2 separate regions of the Cyprinus carpio genome follow, and region 1 is linked to region 2. The links are chromatin contacts, called in public Hi-C maps. All regions are on one chromosome and are shown on one strand. Each heading gives the region's core, a stretch centred on a gene start, on an enhancer-like site or on the middle of the called end of the contact. The rest is flanking DNA. Distances are from core to core; before and after follow the strand shown. Region 1 overlaps LOC109069801 (A-kinase anchor protein 13-like). Region 2 holds the start of LOC109069801 (A-kinase anchor protein 13-like).

Evidence for each region. A called contact is a pair of places that touch in the nucleus more often than the background predicts.
Region 1: a Hi-C map of liver shows a contact between it and region 2, with 5 times the contacts expected there. The contact joins the enhancer-like site here to the promoter of LOC109069801 in region 2. A contact is called at or near these places in 6 of 8 Hi-C or Micro-C datasets (liver and skeletal muscle).

What each region holds. Positions count from the first base shown.
Region 1 is chrB25:8,662,261-8,667,371 of ASM1834038v1, forward strand. It overlaps LOC109069801 (A-kinase anchor protein 13-like), which reads left to right. Exons shown (of 41, transcript XM_042752714.1): 6 at 1-94; 7 at 399-2,742; 8 at 3,719-3,792. Among protein-coding and RNA genes, the nearest start is that of LOC109069801, 42 kb to the left of the region's middle. Within about 2 kb of position 3,206, at least 1 of the 8 cell types and tissues checked has an H3K27ac peak or open chromatin away from gene starts, as enhancers often do. A contact at or near this core is called in liver, where this site is marked.
Region 2 is chrB25:8,620,073-8,625,087 of ASM1834038v1, forward strand. LOC109069801 (A-kinase anchor protein 13-like) reads left to right here and starts at 3,061. Exons shown (of 41, transcript XM_042752714.1): 1 at 3,061-3,483.

The sequences.
Region 1 (5,111 bases), core at 1,956-4,455, 42 kb after region 2:
CACCCTGACGCTAGAGGATGTGCCAGGGAGTCCCCCACCTAACCTTCAGTGTGATGTGGAGGAGCTCCAACGCCTCATGCAGTCACATCAGGAGGTGAGTCCTCTATAGCAGTAGGTGGGTCTTATTTTCTTGCTCTGTCACTTTAAGATCACAGTGATATTTCCAGCTGGGTACGATCAGCAGGGATGTTTGCTTTTGTGGTAAGGACTCTGCAGGAGGTAGCTATCTGTGACTAAAGGAAGTGACTAAATACAGATTATGCAGGATTATGCACACTGTCTTTGTGCACGCACCGTTGCTCTGTTTCTCTGGGTGAATGTTTAATGTCAGTTTTAATGAGGGCTGTATAAGGCGTGCTGCTTTATTTAATAGCTGTTTTTGAACTTTGTTTATTCAGGAAGATCCTCCGCCACAGCATAAGCCAGCACTGCTAATTCTTAACAGAAACTCAAGTGATAAAACAGACTGCCTACCCCCCAGTTCTCTGGAGCCTGAGCATCAGGAACCCATCTCCGAACAAGAAGAAACCTGTGAATCGAACAGCTTTGCCATTGAGGATGGATTGTGTATTCGTCAAAACGGCACAGAAGATCATGTCCAATCGCAGGACGGGGAGGTGGAGCTTGACCCGCCAGCTGTAGGGGATACCGGGAAGGCGTCAGATAAGGCTGACTGTTCGCAGCAGCGGGTAGAAGGCAATTCTGTGACTTTCAGTGCCCCTTCCTGCGGAAACCAGCGGGAGGAAGCTGATATAGAGCTCTGCGTAATCAGTGCCAAACAGGGGGCTGCTTCACAGCCTGATAAAGGGAACCAAGAAGAGCAGGAGGCTTGTCAGAGGAGTTTAGAGACTGAAACAGACAGTAATTCTCAATCTGGAAACCTTGAGTCCCAAGACATGGGGCAAGGACAATCTCAGGGTCTCCTCCCCACGGAAACTAGTCAGCCCTCACAAAGAGAGGAGGAGAGCGAGGGGAGTATAGATCTTAGTTGCGAAGGGGACTTACCAGAGGAAAGGGAAGGGGAGACGAGTAGCAGTCAGGAAATGGGTTTAAACTCTTCAGAACTTTCTTCCCATGATCCAGAGGAAAACGGTCAGCACAACGACAAGATTGAGCCTAAGCTGTTTACGGAATGCTTGGTGGGAATGGATGAAGTTAAATTGACTTTAAATCAGGTAAATTCTGAGGTTACCTCATCTGTACAAATAGATGAAAATGTTATTTCTGATGGTGTTGACAAGCCACATGGTAGCCTAGAGACAGAGACAGGAAATCTTATCGAACACACCAAAGGCAACACTGAGTCAGTTTCTGGTTTGGTTACGGATGATGCTAGCATAAAGCAGAACTCTGGATGTAGCATTTCAGAGGGTGGTCCTTTGGAATTGTTAAGTCTCCTGCCAAACATGGCACCAGGACCAGTGCATAAGGTTCGACGAGGGCTCTCGCCTGTTACTGAGACTTCCTCTCATGAAGGTCCAGCTGTGGAGCCCTTTTCTGAAACTACAGAAAGTTTTCAGCAGCCACCCCAAGTCACACAATCTTCAGAGACTGCATTAGAATGTCAGGATATTTTGTCAAATGACACAAACTGTGACATCAGCGCAAAAACAGGGAATTCTGTTGGCATCACTGCAGAGATTTTGTCTTGCCGGATTGATGGGTCTCTACCTGATGGAAGCAAGGAGAAGGTAGCCCCAAATGAGAGGATAAACAACCCTAAGGAGATCTTTGAAGAGCCGGAATCAGTAAAGGACATTGTTGTCTCACAGTTGGATGACAAATCAAAATCTTCTGATGAATCTTCTCTGCCTGTTGACTCTGAAACCTTTATTGTAAGTGATTTACAACAGGATGTGTCTACAGTACTGCCTTCTGAACATTGTGGAGCTGATATAATTGTAGGATCTCCTTTCAAAGAAGAGGCATCTGAAATGTTTGTTCAGCCAGATTCTACATCCAAACTGGTTGAGCAGATTCCTGAGGAATATTCTGGAGATACCTCAAATGAAAATCTAATTTGTGAACCAGGGGAACCATCAGTTCTAGTGTCCACTTTGCAAGGGGACCCGAAAATTAAGGATGTTGATCCAGATGAACCTCTACAGGAAAGGGAAATTGACTCCACTTCACAGGACACAATCACCGAGCTCCCTGATCCGTCGGAAATCACACACAATGATTGTCCTGAATCCAAAGCACAGTTCCAGCTCCCTGAATCCTCCAAGGAGAGTGCAAACACACCATCAGAACCAACTGCTGAATGTGTGAATGACCTAGACCTGTCTTGTGCCTCACTCCTAACAGAAAGCCAAGGTGACAGACATTCTGAGACACCCTTCACTGATGGAGTAAAGATCTCTGCTGTAATTCCTGGTGGGGATGAATGTGTTGAAATGACTACCGATATATGCGAGACGACTGTCTCTGGGGACAGCCCGTGTTCTCCCACAGACACCACCAGTGGTTCAGCTCTGGAGAGCTCCTCCATGTCTGATCCACTCAATGCCTCATCCTCAACGGCTGAGCTCACTTCCCCTTTGGATATTAATAGTGGATTGCTCCAGAGTTTGGAAAACACTTCCCTAGTGGATATAGACAATGGTTTGTCTGAAGAACTGCAGCCTTCAGAAACACCTGAGAGCCTGAATGGATTACATCAAGATATGCCTGATTGTTTGATGGAGCACAGTGAAACTCTTCAGAAATGTGCTGAGGAACCACATGTCGAACAAATGACAGGTAATGCATTTTTATTTTTCATTCTAGCAGTGCTGACATAGATTGTGTAAACAAGTATTTTAGGGAGTCTGATGCTAAAAGATGAAAGTCTGAAACTTTGTCCTGCCGCTAAATGAAGTGTCATGCCATTCCAATCAGACTGTTTACAGCTGAAGCTAGTTTGTCATTAGATTCATTGTATTCTGACACATGCTTGTGTGTGTGCATGTGAATACAATGGTGTTTGCCTTACAAACTATTTTCTATGGACATAACATTGAGTTATTCTTACTTGGGTCAATATTTATTCCCATTTTGTCTGTAATGTTATTTTTAGTAATGTTTAAGCAAAATACTGCCATCGATCAGCAGTTTAGTTTCCATCTAGAAGGAACAGTGTTAATAGGGAGTGTTTGCAAATGACAGTGTGTATTAGCAGCACATTGTATCATGGCAACCTGGTGATGTCACCTCTGTCTCACATCATAGAATGAAAACAGTTGAAAGATTGTCTTGTGAACATTTATTTTACAAGGTAGACGCCCAGCTCTTTTCCACATGGATTGAGAGTTCAGCATTGTTCTACTAATAGCTGCTTACTGTATGTGTTTTATCACATTCATGGAGCGGCTGAGCTCAGCTGGAAAGGAGGAATAAGTAATTTCCTTTTATCAAAAGTACAGGGTTAATAACGTATCTGAATGGTCTTATCATGATTTGCTCATTACTAAGTAAACAAATAAACCTGGGCCACTGAAATGTTCGCTCTTCGGACATGAATCAGCAGCTGAGTTAATGAATTACGTATTGCTTTTTGGAAGTTTCAGTTAAAAGTCACGTATGTGGATTTCCTCGAAACTTATTTAAATTAAGCGTTTTGTTGTTTGTACATGCCTCATCATCTACAGTAAGTTTGACAAAATGGCAACTGAAAAGTGCTTCAGCCTTTTTTCAGTTCCAAATTATAAATGTCCTATGTCTTGATTCCACTTCACAGATGACGGCACTTTAGCAGAGGATGCAGTGGACGGACACCAAGACTCCTCAGCAGACATAGCGAATGCCGAAGCGGTGAATATTCTTTGGCTATTATCCTCAACCTGCCATCCACTAAAAAAATCATTAACATTTAGACCTCTTGGTATGATTCACTCAGAGTTTGCTTCCAGCCACCCTGAATTCTCAGTAGATAGGACGGTGGTAGTTTCCCAAAAGGCTCCACGGAGCAGAAATTTAGGGATGTTTTCAACCTGACCTTCTGTCGTAAATCTGATTTCTTTGCCTGGTTGCTGAAAGAGCCTTAGCGTTCTGACGCAGGTCTGAGTTACAAGTGCTGAACTGTGTCACGCAAGGTCAAACTTGCAGATATGGGAACACTGCCACCCTACAGCTCACACTGTGGTTCTGTGTGTGTATGCTGTCCTTTTTCTCATGAAGTAAAGATGACATCAGCCTGAACACCTTTTTTTCCCCAGTTGTGTGTCATAGGGGTGATATCCGTGGCGAGAAAACTGAGAGGGAGGAAGGGAAGATGTGATAGCTTGGGTGTTTATGCAGGCCAGTAAGAGTGATAGAGTGAGATGTCTATCTTCAGTCTTTGGAAGTTTCTGATTAGAAAGAACTTCAGTTGTTTATTTTGTCATCTTCCTGTGGGAATCTGTATTGTTTTGACTTCTTCCTGTGCCTCCCAGTTTGGTTTTGGAGTACCTGATAGGATCTAAAACTATTGTTGAGGAGGTGAAAGCCCATTCACACCAAAAATTATAACTTTAACTATAACTGCAGCCATGAAGTTTTAATAATAATTATAATTCTTGAGAACGGGAAATGAGAAAAGGGAAGTCCACACCACAGCTATAACAATATCAGGGGAATAACTTTCAGATTTCTTTTTTTTTTTTTTTTTTTTTTCTGAACGATAAAAACGGGTCACAATTCACCTGACTTTAAAGAGTTGGCATATAACAAAACTGCAGTGCATACAATAGAATATTGTACAGAATACTTTCATGTAATGGTGTGGACACTATCGTTATAGTTAGCGTTTTTAGTGTGGATAGGCCATAAAGCACTGGAAACTGACATGTTTTTGCTAGCATGTTGCGACTACCATCAATTGTTTTGATTGTGGTTAATTCAAGCATGAGTGATGAAATTATCCTTTTCTCCTACGTAATATTACTGATTGACATAATAGGTTTTCATTCAGTCTTGTTTGTGTTCAAACAAATTAGCAGAGAATGCTAAATCTCATTTTGTAAAACCATTAGCTAGCTTTAGCGGCTTTCTTCCAGTTTAATTTGAATCTAGGTCCTATTTGAATAACAACAACAAAAATTATGAATTACCCAGTTATTGACTGTCTTTCTTTTTTATTTATTTTATTTTTT
Region 2 (5,015 bases), core at 1,811-4,310:
TTTTTCCAAACGTTTCTGCCATATGTACATGAATTTGACATTTGTCACCACTGATGACTAAATATATTGTAGAAAGTTAATTTTCTGTAAAGCTGCTTTGCAACTATTTGTATAGTGAAAAGCGCTTTATAAAAAAACTTGAATTGAACTGAAAAACAATATTTGGATACAGCAATAGTAATACTGAAGTCCTCAGAGGTCATTTTCACTAATATCCATAACTGAGGCGTAAGATAGAAGCAGTTGTGTTGATTGCTGGTTTCAGTTAGCTAAAAAAGCGTTACCATGTGGACGACAAATATTAAGAAACATCGGACTTCTGACTATAATTGATCAGAATCTAGCATTTTATGTGGAATTCATGAATATTTGTCTTCTTTATGAACATTTGCCTTACTAAGTGCTATAGCAGCTATAACCACCATTTACATTTATTAAAGCATCTCAAAAATGACTTTGTCTTAATGTTATTCTAAATAATTGTTTAAGCTAAAAGAAAGTATATAAATTCTGAAAAATATATTGTTTTTCTACCATCTTGGCAATACCTGAAATTCACAAACATGTCATATTGTGAGTCTGTGCTGGACAGTGAGTTGCCGAGATCAGTGTGTTCTGGAGCAGCCCAGCATGATAGGAACCGGAGCCAGTGTTCCTCGTGCGCTCTTATTTATTTAACCCAAGACAAACCCTAGAGAGAGAGCGAGAGAGAGAGAGAGACAGACAGACAGAGAGAGAGAGAGAGAGAGAGAGAGAGAGAGAGAGAGATAAAGACAGTAAGAGAAATAATGAAGGAGTCTCAATTCATTCAGAACCCAAAGAAAGCACCACAGCCCTTGATAGACAACAGACACGTGGTAGCAGTGAAACCAGAGGAGACTCTTGGGCCTTTTCTCCATCTTTCATCTTGGCTGCAGCACTGAGAGAAAATAAGTGCAAAGTAATAGAGGGGAATCAGTGGATCTATACAGTTAAAAGAATGCCTATACACTGGAATTGCAGTAGATGGTTTTGGTATACAGAATGTTTATTTTGACAGACAGACAGACAGACTGTCCGACCGATATAGAAAAAACATAGAAATACTGACAGATAGACAGAAAGAAATACATATTAACAAAGACAGAGGGACGGACAGATGGACGAACAGATATATAGATAGATAGATAGATAGATAGATAGATAGATACAGACAGACAGACAGACAGTTAGATAGATAGATAGATAGATAGATATAATACAGACAGACAGTAGGATAGATAGAGATAGGATAGATAGATAGATAGATAGATAGATAGATAGATAGGACAGACAGATAGATAGACAGATAGAAATAGATACAGATAGATAGATAGATAGATAGATAGGATAGAGTTAGACAGATAGATAATAGATACAGACTAGATAGATAGATAGATAGATAGATAGATAGATAGATAAAAATAGATAGATAAGATAGATAGATAGATAGATAGATAGATAGATAGATAGATAGATAGATAGATAGATAGATAGATAGATAGATAGATAGATAGATAGACAGACAGAAATACAGACTGACAGAAAGACAGATAGATAGATAGAGAGATAGATAGATAGATAGATAGATAGATAGATAGACAGACAGACAGACAGACAGACAGAGAAAATACAGAACAGACAGACAGACAGACAGACAGACAGACAGACAGACAGACTGACAGAAATACAGAGACAGACAGACAAATACATAGAAAGACAGACAGACAGACAGACAGACAGACAGACAGACAGACATAGACAGAAATACAGACTGACAGAAATACAGAGACAGACAGACAATAGGTATAAAAAAAAGTGAAGATATATAGACAGAAATAGATATAGATAGATAGACAGAAAGAAATTAGGTAGGCAGAAGGAAATACAACAGACAGACAGATAGACAGACAGACAGACAGACAGATAGACAGACAGTGATAGTTATAGAAAAGCAAAGACAGAAAAACAGACAGACATAGAAAGATAGAAAACATATATAGACAGACAGACAGACATAGTTACAGAAATACAGACTGACAGAAAGACAGTGATAGGTATAAAAAAAAGTGAAGACAGAAATACAGACAGACATAGAAATACATAGATATAGGTATAAGTGAAGGTGGAGATAGAAATTACCAGATAGATAGATAGACAGACAGACAGACAGACAGACAGACAGACAGAGAAATACATAGAAAGACAGACAGACATAGACAGAAATACAGACTGACAGAAAGACAGTGATAGGTATAAAAAAAAGTGAAGACAGAAATACAGACGAGAAAATACAGAATAGACTTGTTTTTCACATAGAACAGACAGACAGACGGTAGACAGACAGACAGACATAGATAGACAGATAGACAGACAGACAGTACAGAAATAGTTTAGATAGACAGATAGAAAGCAGAAGATAAAAGACAGTGAAGTTATAGAAAAAGACAGACAGAAGAAGAAAAGCAAAGACAGAAAAACAGACAGACATAGAAATACATAGAAAGACAGACAGACAGACAGACAGACAGACAGTGATAGTTATAGAAAAGCAAAGACTGAAAAACAGACAGACAAAGAAATACATAGAAATGAATGGAAGACAGACAGTGATAGGTATAGAAAAGCAAACACAGAAATACAGACAGAGATAGAAATGCATATTTACACGGACAGACAGACGAACAGAAATACGAATTGATCCCAGTTGTAATATTTAGACTGTCCACACGAGGTCAGTCATATTCATTTTATAACTTCATTGGGCATTGGATATGTTTCAATATGAAACCTAAGACAAAAATCTAAATTGGCAGCGTGGCTTCTTATACAGTCATCGCTTAAAAGTATCCATTAATCAAACAAATAAAAGCATTTAAATGACATAGACCTACACTACAGCCTAAACAACAACTATAGTCATATAATCTAAATAAAACCCTAATATAAGTATTCATGCACGTTAACACCTCGTTCAAGAGCAAGAAATGAGTAAACATTCACGAGTCCTATTCAAGCTCGAATGAATAAACAGTCAAGCATGCGACATTCAGGGCCAGAGAGACACCTCACTGCTCCCACTAACTGCTGCTGGTCCCGCCCTGTGAGACACGCGGACTAGAAGAATAGAAGTTGCTACAGTGTTACAAGTGATCTGTGTCTCTCCATTCTGAGACCGTTTTACATTCGTCAAAACCCGCAGCGCAGAATAAAAGTTCCAGCATCGTAACAAGCGTTTGTTTTGGTACATTTTAGAACGCTTTTACTCCAGTCAGACGCCGTAGCGCAACATTATAACAAAGTAGTTTGTCTCGCGACGTTCATTGGAATAGAAGGACAGCTCAACGTGTTTGCGGTAACCAGCCAAACAGTCCCAAGCAGACAACGTTGGATGGTGTTTTGTGAGCGTTTAAAGGGAATGAGAGTGAACGAGGGAAGCAAGCTTTGAGCACTGCAGCGTTCGAGGTAAGATAAGACAACCTCGAATTTCCTACAAGAATTGCCGTGAAGTCATTGTGAGGATTTCGGCAGATTATGTTTTAGATGTTTTATTTGTGTCGTAATAACTTCTTAACTGCAGCAGGATATTAACCCCTGCTGGTAGACCCACACATAACTGTGTGGAACATGGTTTCTAGTGGATCCGAGCTGGCCTTTAACTGGATCCCGCATGTCACATTTATTTATAACACTTTTATTTAGAATTTAGGGGAAAAGGGTGTAGATGCTTAACAAGTATTATTGTATATAATAATAAAAATTTAAAAAATGTTGTTGTAAATGAAATTATAAATAATTCTGTGTTTATATTTCTAGAAGTCAGTATATTCTTCTTATGGCAGTAAATAGCTAAAACATTACATTTCGTCACAATAGCCACACTGTATACAATATTTTTTTATTATTATTCAAATCATTGTACTGAATGTAAATTCAGTTATTGTCTAGTCTACCAACTACCATGTCCCAAAAACTAGCTTGACCATCTTAAGATGGTATGACCAGCTGGTGGTTTCAGAACAACTAGAAAACTATCATGTTCCAAAACACATGGATCCGCTTTCAGACAGGGACATTTATAATTTAATTGCATAATTTAATTATATTTATGTTTATATTACAATTATTTTATTTCATGTTTAATTGTTCAGTTGTTTATGTGAACTATTTTTTGTATTTTTGTTTTGTTTACTTTTTCCTTTAATCGGTTACCTTATTTTCTCTCATTTCTGATCTTGAAAGAAAGATGGTTTATAATTAGACTAAAAAACTAGTTAAAACTGTTTGGATTATACACTATTTGGTGACAGGTGTGTTTTAGACAAACATGCCTTTGATGTTGATCAGAACTCACCTCAGCAGAGTGTTTATATCAATAGCCCGGTTTGAACCCCTGCTGTTATTCTAATCATTCTGTGGCCTGATATAGAAGGTGTTCACATTTAACCTGAACCTTTCCTCTTCAAAGCTGTAAAATTTAAAGAATTTATCTCATCAGGTTACGTGACTCATCAGATTAGCCTGTGAAAATGACAGAATCAAAGACAAAGGCCGAGTTGACTGTTAGTAAACATAAGATTGTGCCTTGCACTTTGTTATTAGAAATATGTTTTTTTTTGTGTGTGTGTTCCCAGACTACACAGTCCTAGATTGTTGTTCTTTTGTCTAGAAGCTTTGGAATTCCCAGGATGTGTTTTGTATTTGGTTGTCTGTCGTTCCTGGCATCTATTATTCATTTAAGCTCTGGTTCTCAATTGGTTTTACTTGTAGGACTTGTATTGAACATCAAGAACTAACATAGATTATTGCAAAAAGGTTAACAAAAAATCCTTAACATTTAAGTTTTATTTTATATTAACATGAAATACAAGCTTATTTATTTGCTCTCCTAGCTATGCATGATAGTTTTGTTTTATTATTTTCATTTAGCCTTTTCCGTGACTCACCAGTTGAGAACTGATTTAAAAGTTTCTGTATGTTGCGCTTTTGCTCCTTTT